Linked DNA regions of Mus musculus: all the other regions are linked to region 2. The links are chromatin contacts, called in public HiChIP or PLAC-seq and Micro-C maps. All regions are on one chromosome and are shown on one strand. The core of a region is the stretch at or near the end of the contact, and the rest is flanking DNA. Distances in the headings are between cores, read along the strand shown. Region 1 holds the start of Tmem178b (transmembrane protein 178B). Region 2 has its middle 29 kb from the start of Mrps33. Region 3 overlaps Braf (Braf transforming gene).

Region 1 (4,252 bases), core at 864-3,363, 90 kb after region 2:
TGTTAAGCATGTCCCAAATCACTTTCTCTTATTAAGAGTTGCCTAGGTCATGGTGTCTCTTCCACCACAATGGAACATGAAGACAGGGGAGGTGGAATACCTTCCTAGACTGCACAACAGTTTGGCTCCCAGTCAAGCACACACACAAAGATAACAACTAGGACGACAACAGCAACATCAACACAAGAAGCAATGCTGTCTAGGTGATCAGCTTCTTAGCCCTAAGCATCAGTATCATCTCCAATATGATATATGGTGGCTCAAAACAATCACACTTAAAAGGAGGGTACCAACCAACAAACATCTTTTGTAGGATTTTTGGGTTTTCACCAAGGACAACAACTTCAAAATGGTATATTAGTGATATCCAGGAAAGAGGAGGGCAGTACCCCACATTGGCTCCCTTCCTAAGCTGGGCCTAGGACAGCACTGAGGGCCACAGGATAGCAGGCAAATCTTTGAAAGTAGGCCAAAGGCCGTGGAAAAAGTTAAAGAGTTGACCAAGAGGGGAGCAAGAGTGGATTGTGGGTGGGTTGTGGGGGAGGGGTGCTGAAAGAGGAGCATGCGTGCTTTTCTGCCTGGGCACTGCCAGTGATCCTTGAGCTGGCTTAAAGACCCGAGAGGGAACCAAGAGACCCAAGCTGTAGAGATAATCTTGCTTTGACTTCCCACTGACCTTGTCAGTTCAGTTTCCCTTCTATTGTCATATGCAGGTACCCTACTAGGTGAAAAGCACTCCCACTTAGCTTTAGGGGTAGAAATAGCTTTAGTAGTGTTTGCATGTATGCCAAATGTATCCCTATTTTCAAGGACACAAATAGAATTGAGAAAAAGATAAGGAGAAGACACCCTGGCCAAAGTCGCTCAGCTTTATCAGGGCATCCCAGGGACCTCTGAGGATGATGTGGACTAGCAGGTGCCTGTAACTTCTAGACCAGCCGAGCATCATCTAAGAACCAAGTAGGTAATCCTAATGACTTCTCTTCACGAAGTAAATCCCCTTATAGAATTCAAGACTGAAAAACAAGGCACGCCCCTCCCCCACTAGATGGCACTGAAACGCCTTGTTCGCGATTTTCAAAATGCAGGGAGGAAAAAAAAAAAAAAAGACAAAAAGAATATGGTGGAGGTGCGTTCCTTTCGACTCACAAGTCCTGCTGTGCAAAGCTGGGTCCCTAGGGCACTCTCTTTTCCCCAGGGCAGCTCTTTATCCCTCAGTGGGGAACCCCGACTTTGGAGAGAGGGTGAAAACCGAAGGGTGAGCTTTAGAATGAAACCCCTAGTATGTGAAGCTGGATGGGAGGCTCCCAGCTTTGCGGCTCTGCTTCACGTGAGAGAAGCAGGGGGCGGGGTAGGGTGGGGATGGATCCTCTAGCTGGGGCCCACCTCTTCAAGGTCTGGAGTCTCGGTCCCACCTCAAAGAGGCCCTGCGGAGGCTAAATCCAGCGGTCATAGGGAAATCACGACAAACCCTATACCGAGGTTGCCTATAACTTCCTCTCCTCCAAAATCAACTGCCCTCTCACCCCACAGCGGCTCTCTTCTGGTCTTGAACGGATCAGTTAGTTGTCCCCTTTTCTTGCCGAAGAGTAAGGACAGGTGTGTGTGTGTGTGTGTGTGTGTGTGTGTGTGTGTGTGTGTGTATGTGTTGGGGTGTCGGCCGCTGGCTCACGGCTGCTCTCTGCTCAGTTCCAGGTAGAAACGCCAGTAGCTAGCAAGGTAGTGCTTATAGCTTTCTGGGGAAAAACAAAGATCAAACGAATAGGAGACACTAGAGGCGGAAACCGAGGTGCAGGGGTTCTCCCAGAGCCGGTTAAAGACCGTTCTCTAAGCATTTTCTTCTTTAAAGAACTGTGGCGAATTTAAGGGACTTTTCCACGGTCAAAAGAGAAACGGGAGACGTAGGCACCAACACTAAATTTATAATAATACACGTAAACATGCTACATATATGTATATGTGCATTAATATGGATGTGGTGGAGCCCATACCTACCTAGACACCATTGACTTGCCTGGCCAAAGAACAAGGCTCAGACATTTCGTGCCTGGAAAATGGTGTGGTTTAACTTTAAGAAGGCTAGAAAAATAAGAGATGAGGCTCACGTTGCACGGATGACATCACTAGCTTTTGGCTGCGCGCTCCGTGTTCTCGGCTGTGGGTTTTAGCCAAGGCTGCAGCGCCTGGAGGCCGAGCGAGTGACAGCGGCTTTCTCGGGCGCCCACACCCGGGCAATGCGATTTCTGGAGCCCCTGGGGTGCAGCTTGGGCTCTCGCTCCTCTCGGGCGTCGCCTGAGCCTGAGAGGCCCGGAAGCCTCTGCAGCTCGAGGAGGTAGGGAGGTGAAGCCGAGGCGCCCAGGCTCCCCCACCCCTCTATCCCCCGCCCCATTCACCCCAGTGCGGGGAGCCGGATCGCGGGACGCTGAGGCCGGGACGGGATATTCCACACGAGGCCGAGGGATCCCTAGTCTCGGCACCCGGGTGGGCTGAGAAGAAAATGGTGCAATCTGAGAGCGGCTGACCCCAGCTGGTTAGAGCAAGCGGTGCTGGAGTGCTTGGGCTCAGGTGGCGAAGGGGGCGGGTTGCTTCGAGCAGCCGGGCTCCGGGTTTTCTTCGTGCTCGCAGCATTTTCTCAGCACCTGGGCATCTCGCACGCGGGGCTGCGGAAGGCCAGGTGAAGTGGAGCAGAAGGGATATTGGAGAGGGCCGGGTGCACACACTCCAGGAAGAAGAAGGCGCTGGAGAGAGCCGCATGACACCGGGGAGGCTGGCGGCTGGGCGGGCAGCTCGCCACCCCTGAGCGACCTGTCCATGGTGTTGAAGGAGCTCCGAGCGCTCCGGGTGCGCCCTCCTCTGTGCAGTCCGTCCCTAACGCCCGTCAGCTGCCGCCCAGTCTCTGCAAACCCCGGGCCCTGAACAGTCGCGTAACGCCGCCCGAGTGTCCCCGCTGTCCAAAAGCGGAGCTGTCTTAATGGGGAGGCCAGAGGCAGGCCATCCGGGAGCTCGCGGGCAAAGGCTGGTAGAGACCATGCGTCTGCGGGCAGCTCGCTTCTGAGAGCACCCGTGGGGTCGGCAGGAGTCAAGGACCTAGTGGTGATCAGAGGACTCAGGCTTTGAAAAGACCCAACCTGGAAAAGAACAGTTCTGGGCACGCGTCCCCGGCCTTCGGCTGCAGACCGAAAAGGGGAGGAGAGTCCCAGAGAAAGAGATCCAGGCTGCACTCCCTACTCCGGGCAACCGGCCGTGAGCGCGATCCGTCCTTCGGCGAAGTGTCGCGTCCTCAGATCTCCCTCCCTATCATTCATTCCCAGGAAGCCAGGACTGTCACTCCGGTCAGCAAGCTGCACAGAGAAACCCAGCAAGCCTCGCCGTGGTCGAGAGCACTTGGTGTTTAGTTTGTGATTGCTGGGCGGCGTGCAGAGGCGGACGGAGGGTTAGGACTGTTGCCCCCTGAACGGTGGGAAGTGGCCGTGCTGAGTTCACCACCGCGAGAGGAGGCTGCACCTGCCCGGAGGATGCTCAGGACCCTGCGGGAGCCTCTCCCGATCAGAACTTTTTAGGCTGCCCGCCTCTACTCCCGCAGTCCCCCAGCCGCGTACCCGCAGGTGGGGGCCGAGGGGGGCGCCGCGGCGCAGATCCCCTCCCGTATCCACCCCTAGCTCGGCCGCCCGCCGCTTTGTTCCGGGCGCGCGGAGGGAAGGCGAGGCTGCGGCGGATCATGCCCATGGTGTAGCCGCCAAGCGGAGGCATGGCTGCCGGAAGGTTACTGCTCTATACGGGGCTTTCGCTAGCGCTCTGCGCCCTCGGCATGTTGGCTGTGGCCATCTGCTCCGACCATTGGTACGAGACGGACGCCAGGAAGCACAGGGACAGGTGCAAGGCCTTCAACACCCGCCGGGTCGACCCCGGCTTCATTTACAACAACAACAACAACTTGCCTCTGCGCGCCAGCCGCTCGCGCCTGGACCGCTGGGAGGGCAAACTCCTCCGGGCCCGGAATCGCCGGCAGCTGTTCGCTATGAGCCCCGCGGACGAGTGCAGCCGTCAATACAACTCCACCAACATGGGCCTCTGGAGGAAGTGCCACCGGCAGGGCTTCGACCCGGAGATCGCCGCCCTCATACGGAAAGGTAAGCTCGAGGCGCGAGGCGTGGCGCTGCAGAGAGCCAGGCACTCTAGGTAGGCCCTGCAGCCCCTTGCTTCTCCTGGTGGCCACAGGCTATGGCATCTCCTGGTTTCTGAGTGGTCCAGT
Region 2 (4,279 bases), core at 83-2,582:
CCCAGAGCTTTGCAAGTGTGCTGGGCCAATACTCTGCTGTTGAACTGCGGCCACAGCCCTTTTGCTCCATATCTGCCCCCACCTTATTTGGAGACAAAAATTTTGCTCTGCAGGCAACACTTGAACTCATAATCTCCCTGCTTTCCCACCATGAGCTGCCATCCATGCCTGGCTGTTTTGTTTGTTTGACTTTTGTTTGTGTTTGTTTCAATTACTTAAAAAAATGGTGTTGGGGTTGGAACTTAGGGTCTTCTGCATACTAAAAACATGCTCTACCACTGAACTATACTATACCTTCAGTTCCTTTTTGTGTTTTTAAAGAATTATTTTTTTATGTCTAGGAATATTTCACCTGCATGTTTATGTGTGCCTAGAACCCCATAGAAGTCAGATGAGGGCTTTGGATCCCCTGGAACTGAAGTTATAGATGATAGTGAGCCAATACGTGGGTGCTGGGAATCAAACATGCCCTTCAGAAGAACAGCCAGTGCTTTCAAGCTGGACCAACTGTCCAACTTGCACATATACATATGTATATACACACACATACATATACACATACATATATGTACACACACACATATATATGTATGTGTGTGTGTGTGTGTGTGTTTGTTTTTTGTTTTTCATTTTTGAGACAGGGTTTCTCTGTGTATCCCTGGAACTTGTTATTTAGATCAGGCTGGCCTTGAATTCAGAGATCTGCCTCCTGAGCTAGGATTAAAAGTATGGGCTACCATGCCTGGTTACTTTTGTATATCTAAAAAGTTTATGTGTACGATCATTTTGTGTGTCTAGACCCATGGAAGCCAGAAAAGGGCTCCAGACTTGAGTCACAGATGCTTGTGAGCGACGTCTGGACAGGAACTGGATCTGGGTTCTCTGCAAGGGCAGTGAGTGCTGTGCCCACCAGCTCCCTTTTACAAACCTATTTTTAACTTCAGAACATTATCTCCACTTGATAAGATTCAATAAAGCCTTCTATTTTTCTTTTCTTTCTTTCTTTTTTGGTATGTGTATATTTAACTTTTGTTTTTAAAATGAAATCGTATAGACAGGGTCTCGCGTTGTATGCGTGCAGCTCAGGCCGGACTTGTGGCTTGGTGATCTTCCTGCCTTAGTCTCCGGAGTGCGGGAGTTAGAGGCAGCTGGCTGGGGAACCTGCAGCCACACAGACTTATCTCTTCCTGGGTCTGGAAGGCAAAGGTAAAGATTCTTGTCGTTAAAACTGCTGCCTGTTAGGAACCAGTTGGACTGCAAATCTCAGCAGGAGCGCTTTGAGCGGCTGTCTGCTGACAGCAGGATGAGCTGCCGGTCACAGAAAGCCAGGGGGGAGGGGGTGGGGTGTTACTGGGAAATTCTCCTCCCCGGACAAATGACCTTTCACCCCCTAGTTCTCTGTGCTCCTTTTCTTCCTCTTGGTTTTCTTTCTGAGCTTCTAGAGGAGACTAAGATATCCGTGGATTTAAGGACTGATGGTATATGACTGCTTGGTGTTTGTTGTAAAAGGTTCTGTCGCTCCTTTTGCAGGGAAACCAACAGAAACTAAAGTACAATAAAGCACAAGAGGCCTGAGTACGTAACTCAGTGGTAGAGGTCCTGGCTTTGACGCACGCGCCCCCTCCCCCTCCCCATCCCCCAAACACACACACCAACCACACAGAGACAGGGAGACACTGGGTAAACACACATCGGGTGTGAGGCCAGAGGAGCTAAACTGTAGGGGAGATCTGCCTGGGAATGAATGCCTTTCCTGTAATAACCAGAAACAGCTCCTTCGGAGGAAACTGTGAGCCCCAGGGTACAGAACGAGAGTCAGCTAGCCGGGAAGCAGACACAGTGGGCTGGCTTGCTTTTTTGCTTTTGCTTTTGTTTTTTGTTTGTGTGTGAGTGTTTTTTTTTTTTTTAGGCCAATTTAAATTATTTAAGTATTTTTGTTGGCGATGCGTTCATTTGCTTTTCAGTTCCACTTATGATATGCCTTCATAATCATCCACTCTTAGAAGAAGCCTAAATGACTGGTTCAGCAGCTCCCAGCAAAACCTCGCTCTGGAACCTATGTGAAACGCAGGCGTCATGACTAAGAGGAACTACTCTTAGTCATGTTTGTTAAGAACTGGCTTTGTGAGCCCGGCCTTAGGAAGTGACCACAGATTTCACAAGTCCACACATGTGCCTGTTAGAGCATGTTTGTTAAGAGTCCTATGTAACTCCGGTTTGATTTGTACCTGAAGGGACCGAGGGTAAAATACTTAGCCGCTGGCACGCCAGACTGGTCAACAGCCTCGGCGTGGGGTTTTAGCTACTTCTCTAAGGCTGTTTTCCAGCTTGGATTTTTAAAGTCTGCAGTTGCAAGCGGCCTACCAGACATAGCATTTCTTGCCTCCTTTTTTTTTCATACGAGATAACATTTCAAGGCGGTAGAGGCGAGGCAGCCCTGAAATTCCTAGAAGATTAGGAATGTGGGGGAGATAGCATCAGTGTGACTTGGAAGTTTCTCACTTTTCCAGCCTGGGTCAGGGGACTATAGACTTTACCCCCCAGATAGCCACTAGCAGAGTGGTCAGGACCTCCTGTGTTTACATTGGCCTACGGTAGCCTCATCCTCCATCTTCAAGCCTGCCAACAGTCAGACTTGATCTAACTGGGGTGGCCTCCAGTTAAGCTTTGATTTCAGGGTGTAATTTAAGGTGTGTAGCTCCTAGGCGCTGATGAAAAGCTGTGTGCTGGTGAGCGAGCCTTGGACACTGTTGGCCAAACCATGAAGATTAGAACAAGCTTTTATTTTATTTTATTTTATTTTGGGAAATATATATCATATCCAGTTCGGTTCAGAAATGTACTTACATATTAGTACACTTCAAAATAGAAAAAGAAATACTATATATAGGCTGGGCAGGTCTGAAACTTGCTACATAGACCAAACTAGCTGGGAACTTACACAGAGCTGTCTGTCCCTGCGTCCTGAGTGCCTGGCTATACTGTCCTTTTCTTTTTGGGAGTTCTGGGGACCAAAGCTAGGACTTCTCACCTGCTAGGTGATGTGAGCCATCCCCGTGTTCTGGAACACCCTTTGTAAGGGAAATTTTTTTGCTGGACAGATTACTATGACTGGGACAGTACTGCCACCTGGTGGAAAGTACCCTAATTACAGGAAAATATATAAGCTGAGTGAAGTAAAAAACAAAAATGACAACAAAGGTTAAGTTTTAAGTGAAATTTACACTTAATAAGGAAATCGCTAAATATATAGATTAGAGATCTACTAATTAAAAATCAGTATCTTTGGGTTGGTGAGATGGCTCAGCGGCTAAGATCACTGACCGTTCTTCTGGAGGTCATGAGTTCAAATACCAGCAACCACATTGTGGCTCACAACTATCTATAATGAGAAACAAATTAAAAACAAAAACCAAAAAACCTATGGGCTGGAGAGAGCCAGGCTGGAGCAAGAGGGAGAAGTAGGGGAGGGGGAAAGTCAGTATCTTTAAATCTGGAGTCTTGTGACACTGACCAGCATTTTTCACCAGTATCTTTGGGAATTTGGGGAGGAATAAAAAACAATCCACCTTTTAAAAATTGCTTGGTGGTGGTGGTGGTGGTGGGTGCTGGAGAGATGGCTCTGCGGTTAAGAGCACTGACTGCTCTTCCAAAGGTCCTGAGTTCAAATCCCAGCATCTACATGGTGGCTCACAACCATCCATAATGAGATCGGATGTCCTCTTCTGGTGTGTCTAAAGACAACTACAGTGTACTTATATGTAATAATAAATAAATCTTTTTAAAAAAATGCTCCAGGGAACAGAAAAATGGCTCCGCAGTTAAGAGCAGGTTAAGAGCACTCTAACAGAGGACCCAGGTTCAATCCCCAGCAACCACATGCCAGTTTACAACTGTCTGCAACTCTGTTCCCAAGGGATCCGACTCCCTCTTCTGGCCTCTACTGGCGCCAGGCCCAAATGTATTCCGCTGAAATGGAACATCGCAGACTTCTGGGTGGGAAGCCTGGAGAGGCTGCACTCGAGGTAACTGACTGGAGTCCTGAGGAAACACTAGATAATTCCCGAGTGAGCAGCCTGCTATAGAAGAACCAGACTGTACTGATCAGAAAGACTCTCTCTCTCTCTCTCTCTCTCTCTCTCTCTCTCTCTCTCTCTCTCTCTCTTCTCCCCCCCTCTCTCTCCCCCCCCCCCCGCCCCCTCCTAAAGGATAACATAGCCAGGCCTTTGATCTCAGCACTTGGGAGGCAGATGCAGAGCCCATGAAAAACAAGGAAAGC
Region 3 (4,089 bases), core at 893-3,392, 75 kb before region 2:
GAGCATTTGTATCCTCAGTCTTTTTTACTGTGGCATTTTTACATAACTGAGTCCTTATTTTGTTCCAACTCACTAGCTTTTGTCATTACTCTTCCCTAGACCTTGATCTCCTATGGCTGATTCTTAATGTATATTTTTCATGTTAGTCCATTCTTTTTGTTTGGTAGAATCCTCCAAAATGTCCTTAATGACCTGAATCCCTTGAGTGTAGGCTTAAGAGTTATTAACCTGCTTCTAACAGGATACAGCCAAGATTAAGCAATAAAAAGACAATGGTAGGGCTGGAGAGATGACTCAGAGGTTAAGAGCCCTGACTGCTCTTCCAGAGGTCCTGAGTTCAATTCCCAGCAACCACAAGGTGGCTCACAATGGGATCCGATGCCTTCTTCTGGTGTTTCTGAAGAGATAGACAGTGTATGCACATACATAAAATTTTAAAAAAATCTTAAAAACAAAAAACTTTCACTCTCTTCTGAAAATCTGGCTGTTGTGCCATGAAGAGGCCCTTGTGAGTAAATCTGGAAGTGGGTCTTCTGCAGTCTGCTATATCCATATCAGGAAACATGGGAGAAGACTGTCACTAGGTCAAGACTTGAAATGATTACATCCTTGGTAATTCTAGCCTTGTGAGATCCTAGAGTCAGAGCTATGCCAGTTAAGTTGCTGATTTCCTGCCCCACAGAAACTGTGACCTGTTTGCTATTTTATTATGTTTTGAAAATACTAGGGGCTACTAAATTTTGGAAGAACTTATTAACTAATGGATTGCAAGAATCTTCACTTATCTTGTCTGTAGTCTCCCCTCCCCCAGCCTGAAACCTGCTTGCTCAGGGGTGGAGCTTCCCGCTCAATCGTTCTGCCATGCCCACTGCTAGAACCTGCCGCTTTGCTGTTCGGAGCTGTGCACATGGTCACCCTGCTATTGGACTCCAAGACTAATTGGCGGGAATCGGGCCCCTTCCCCTTCCTTCATAACTGCGTGCAGAACAGTAAAATTGAGCTTTGATCAGAAAGCCTGTCTTAGCTGCATTTCTTTCTCTCGCCACCTAGCCCCTCTTCTCTTCCAGGTTTCCAAAATGCCTTTCCAGGCTAGAACCCAGGTTGTGGTCTGCTGGCCGGACACAACAGTTGTCTTTTAGTCTCTTAATAAGGTGGGGGTTGTTTCTGCATGAATATGTGTGTGGTATGTGAGCCTGCATATATGCCTGTTCATATGTACCTTGGTACATGTATATATAGAGAGAGACCTGAGGTTGACCTCAGCAACCTTCCTCTTAAACGCTGCACCATCTCTCCAGCCCAGGAATCTTTCTCAATGGAACTCGGTGCTCATCAATATTGCTCACTTAGCTAGCCTGCTTGTTCTGGAGATTCCATGCCAACCTTTCAAAAGCTGGAATTGTAGGCAAACTGCCATGTCCATTAGGCATTTATATAAAGAGATGATGGGAATCTAAACTCTGATCCTCATGGTGTCTTAAGAGTTTCTAGGGCTGATGAGATGGCTCAGCGGGTAAGAGCACTGACTGCTCTTCCAAAGGTTCTGAGTTCAAATCCCAGCAACCACATGGTGACTCACAACCACCCATAATGAGATCTGATGTCCTCTTTTGGTGTGCCTGAAGACAGCTACAGTGTACTTATGTATAATAATAAATAATTAAATCTTTGGGCCAGAGCAAGCAGGGACTGAGCAAGCAGGGTTGACCAGAGGGAGCCGGGTTGACCAGAGCAAGCAGGTCCTAAAAATTCAATTCCCAACAAACACATGAAGGCTCACAAACATCTGTACAGCTACAGTGTACTCACATACATAAAATAAATAAATCTTTAAAAAAAAAAGGAGTTTCTATTGCTGTGAAGGGAATTATTAAATTATTAAACTCTTAATAAGGAAAACATTTAATTAATTGGGACTGGCTTACAGTTTCTGAGGTTTAGTCCATTATCGTCATGGTGGCTCATAGGGAGACACAGGAGCGGAGCGGAGAGTTCCACATCTTGATCTGCAGGCAGCAACAGGAGACTGCCACACTAGTCTTAGTTTGAGCATTTGAGACCTCAAAGCCCACCTCTACAGTGACACACTTCCTCAACAAGGCCACACCTCCTAACAGTGTTACTCCCTACGGACTAGCATTCAAACACATGAATGGGGGCTATTCTTATTTAAAACACCACACATGGCAAGAACTTTATGCACTAAACTACCTCTCAGGCCCCTTAATAAGGTATTTATAAAGAGAAGTTTCTATCTTCTCTTTCTTTCTTTTGGTGTGGATAAGCATATACACTGCAGTCCATCCACTGCAGTGCGCATGTGGAGGTCAGAAGACACCTCTGGCATCTGGTCTTTCCTTCCACCTTTACCTGAGTCCCAGAGATCAAATTCAAGTTACTAGACTCGCACAACAAGCACTTTTACCTGGTGAGCCATCTCTCTGGCCCTCTATTTCTAATGTGGTCACATTATATCAATTTTTTTTTTGTGTGTGGTAGAGGTTTTAAATCATTTAAAAAGTTCTTTATTGCCGGGCGTGGTGGCGCACGCCTTTAATCCCAGCACTCAGGAGGCAGAGGCAGGCGGATTTCTGAGTTCAAGGCCAGCCTGGTCTACAAAGTGAGTGCCAGGACAGCCAGGGCTACACAGAGAAACCCTGTCTCGAAAAACCAAAAAAAAAAAAAAAAGTTCTTTATTGGGCTAGAAGCATGCCTCAACAGTACAGTACATACTTAAGGCCCAAGAATCTATCTCCAGCACTACAAACCAAAAGAATGTCTTGAGCTCATAAAATTATGCTCTTATTTAAAAATAAAATGATTGACTCGTGTGCACAGGCATTTTTGTCTGCGTAAATGTCTGTGCATCATATACATATCTGGTGCCAGAGGAGGGCACTGGATTCTCTGGGATTGGAGTTACAGTTGTGAGTTGCCATTTGGGTGCTTAGACTTGAACCCAGGTTCTCTGGAAGAGCAATTAGTATTCTTAACTGCTGAGTCATCTCTTCCTTCAGTCCCCAACTCTGTTAATTTTATACAACATTTACTTTCAGCTTTGCCTTTTTAAAATTTAATCTACCAGAAGCTAATATTTAAGTAACAAAATGGAGTTGGAAGGTTCTGAGATTGTTGTTTACTTTGAGTGGAAGTCAGAAGACAACTCTCATAAATTGGTCTTTGGCCACCTTGTGGTATCCAAAAATGCCCTTACCTGCTGTCTTAGTCAGGGTTTCCATTCCTGCACAAACATCATGAGCAAGAAGCAAGTTGGGGAGGAAAGGGTTTATTCAGCTTACACTTTCCGCATTGCTGTCGATCACCAAAGGAAGTCAGGACTGGAACTCAAGCAGGTCAGGAAGCAGGAGTTGATGCAGAGGCCATGGAGAGATGTTTCTTACTGGCTTGCTCTGCTTGCTTGCTTGCTTCCTCCCTCCCTCCCTTCTTTTTTTTTTTTTTTTTTTTTCAAGACAGGGTTTCTCTGTGTAGCCCTGGCTGTCCTGACACTCACTTTGTAGACCAGGCTGGCCTTGAACTCAGAAATTCGCCTGCCTCTACCTCCCAAGTGCTGGGATTAAAGGTGCGTGCCACCACCACCCGGCATCCCCCCCCCCCCCCCCCCCCCCGCTTTCTTATAGAACCCAAGACTCCCAGCCCAGAGATGGTACCACCCACAAGGGGCCCTCCGATCACTAATTGAGAAAATGCCTTATAGCTGGATCTCATGGAGGCATTTCCTCCATTGAAGCTCCTTTCTCTGTGATAACTCCAGCTTGTGTCAAGTTGACACAAAACCAGCCAGTACACCTGCTGAGCCATCTCCTTAGAGTAGGAAACTGTCCCAGCAAGTCAGTACCCCTACATAAGCATATAAAGTCCATCCACAACCTTTTCTGCATACTATTTGCCTTTTGTATTCATCTTCCCTTTTCTCTTTATAAGCCTCTCAGATATTCTACAGGCTACACTTTAAAATCCATGTCCACAAGATCCTTTAGAGCCTCATCCCTCTCTCCCCAAGATCAGCTGACTGTGAGGAGCATTCAGCAGTAGATTCTCTTCTCTTTCAATAACAAATCTGTAGTCCAA

What was found. A called contact is a pair of places that touch in the nucleus more often than the background predicts. HiChIP or PLAC-seq counts read pairs in DNA pulled down with a chosen protein or histone mark.
Region 1: a Micro-C map of embryonic stem cells shows a contact between it and region 2, with 3 times the contacts expected there. The contact joins the promoter of Tmem178b here to the enhancer-like site in region 2. A contact is called at or near these places in 1 of 484 Hi-C or Micro-C datasets (embryonic stem cells), 2 of 115 datasets of contacts at active chromatin or transcription factors (embryonic stem cells and pancreatic cancer cells) and 1 of 9 other capture datasets (liver).
Region 3: a contact with region 2 is called in an H3K27ac HiChIP or PLAC-seq map of embryonic stem cells, with 26 read pairs. The contact joins two enhancer-like sites. A contact is called at or near these places in 11 of 484 Hi-C or Micro-C datasets (bone marrow-derived macrophages, embryonic stem cells, extraembryonic ectoderm and 3 more), 11 of 115 datasets of contacts at active chromatin or transcription factors (CD8 T cells, bone marrow-derived macrophages, double positive thymocytes and 6 more) and 1 of 9 other capture datasets (embryonic stem cells).

Annotation. Positions count from the first base shown.
Region 1 is chr6:39,869,323-39,873,574 of GRCm38.p6, forward strand. Tmem178b (transmembrane protein 178B) reads left to right here and starts at 2,114. Exons shown (of 4, transcript NM_001360978.1): 1 at 2,114-4,130. The coding sequence starts at 3,749.
Region 2 is chr6:39,779,774-39,784,052 of GRCm38.p6, forward strand. No RefSeq gene overlaps it. Among named protein-coding and RNA genes, the nearest start is that of Mrps33, 29 kb to the right of the region's middle. Within about 2 kb of position 1,333, at least 194 of the 459 cell types and tissues checked have an H3K27ac peak or open chromatin away from gene starts, as enhancers often do. A contact at or near this core is called in embryonic stem cells, extraembryonic ectoderm and liver, where this site is marked.
Region 3 is chr6:39,703,714-39,707,802 of GRCm38.p6, forward strand. The region is part of intron 1 of Braf (Braf transforming gene); the gene reads right to left. Among named protein-coding and RNA genes, the nearest start is that of Braf, 20 kb to the right of the region's middle. Within about 2 kb of position 2,143, at least 8 of the 459 cell types and tissues checked have an H3K27ac peak or open chromatin away from gene starts, as enhancers often do. A contact at or near this core is called in embryonic stem cells and extraembryonic ectoderm, where this site is marked.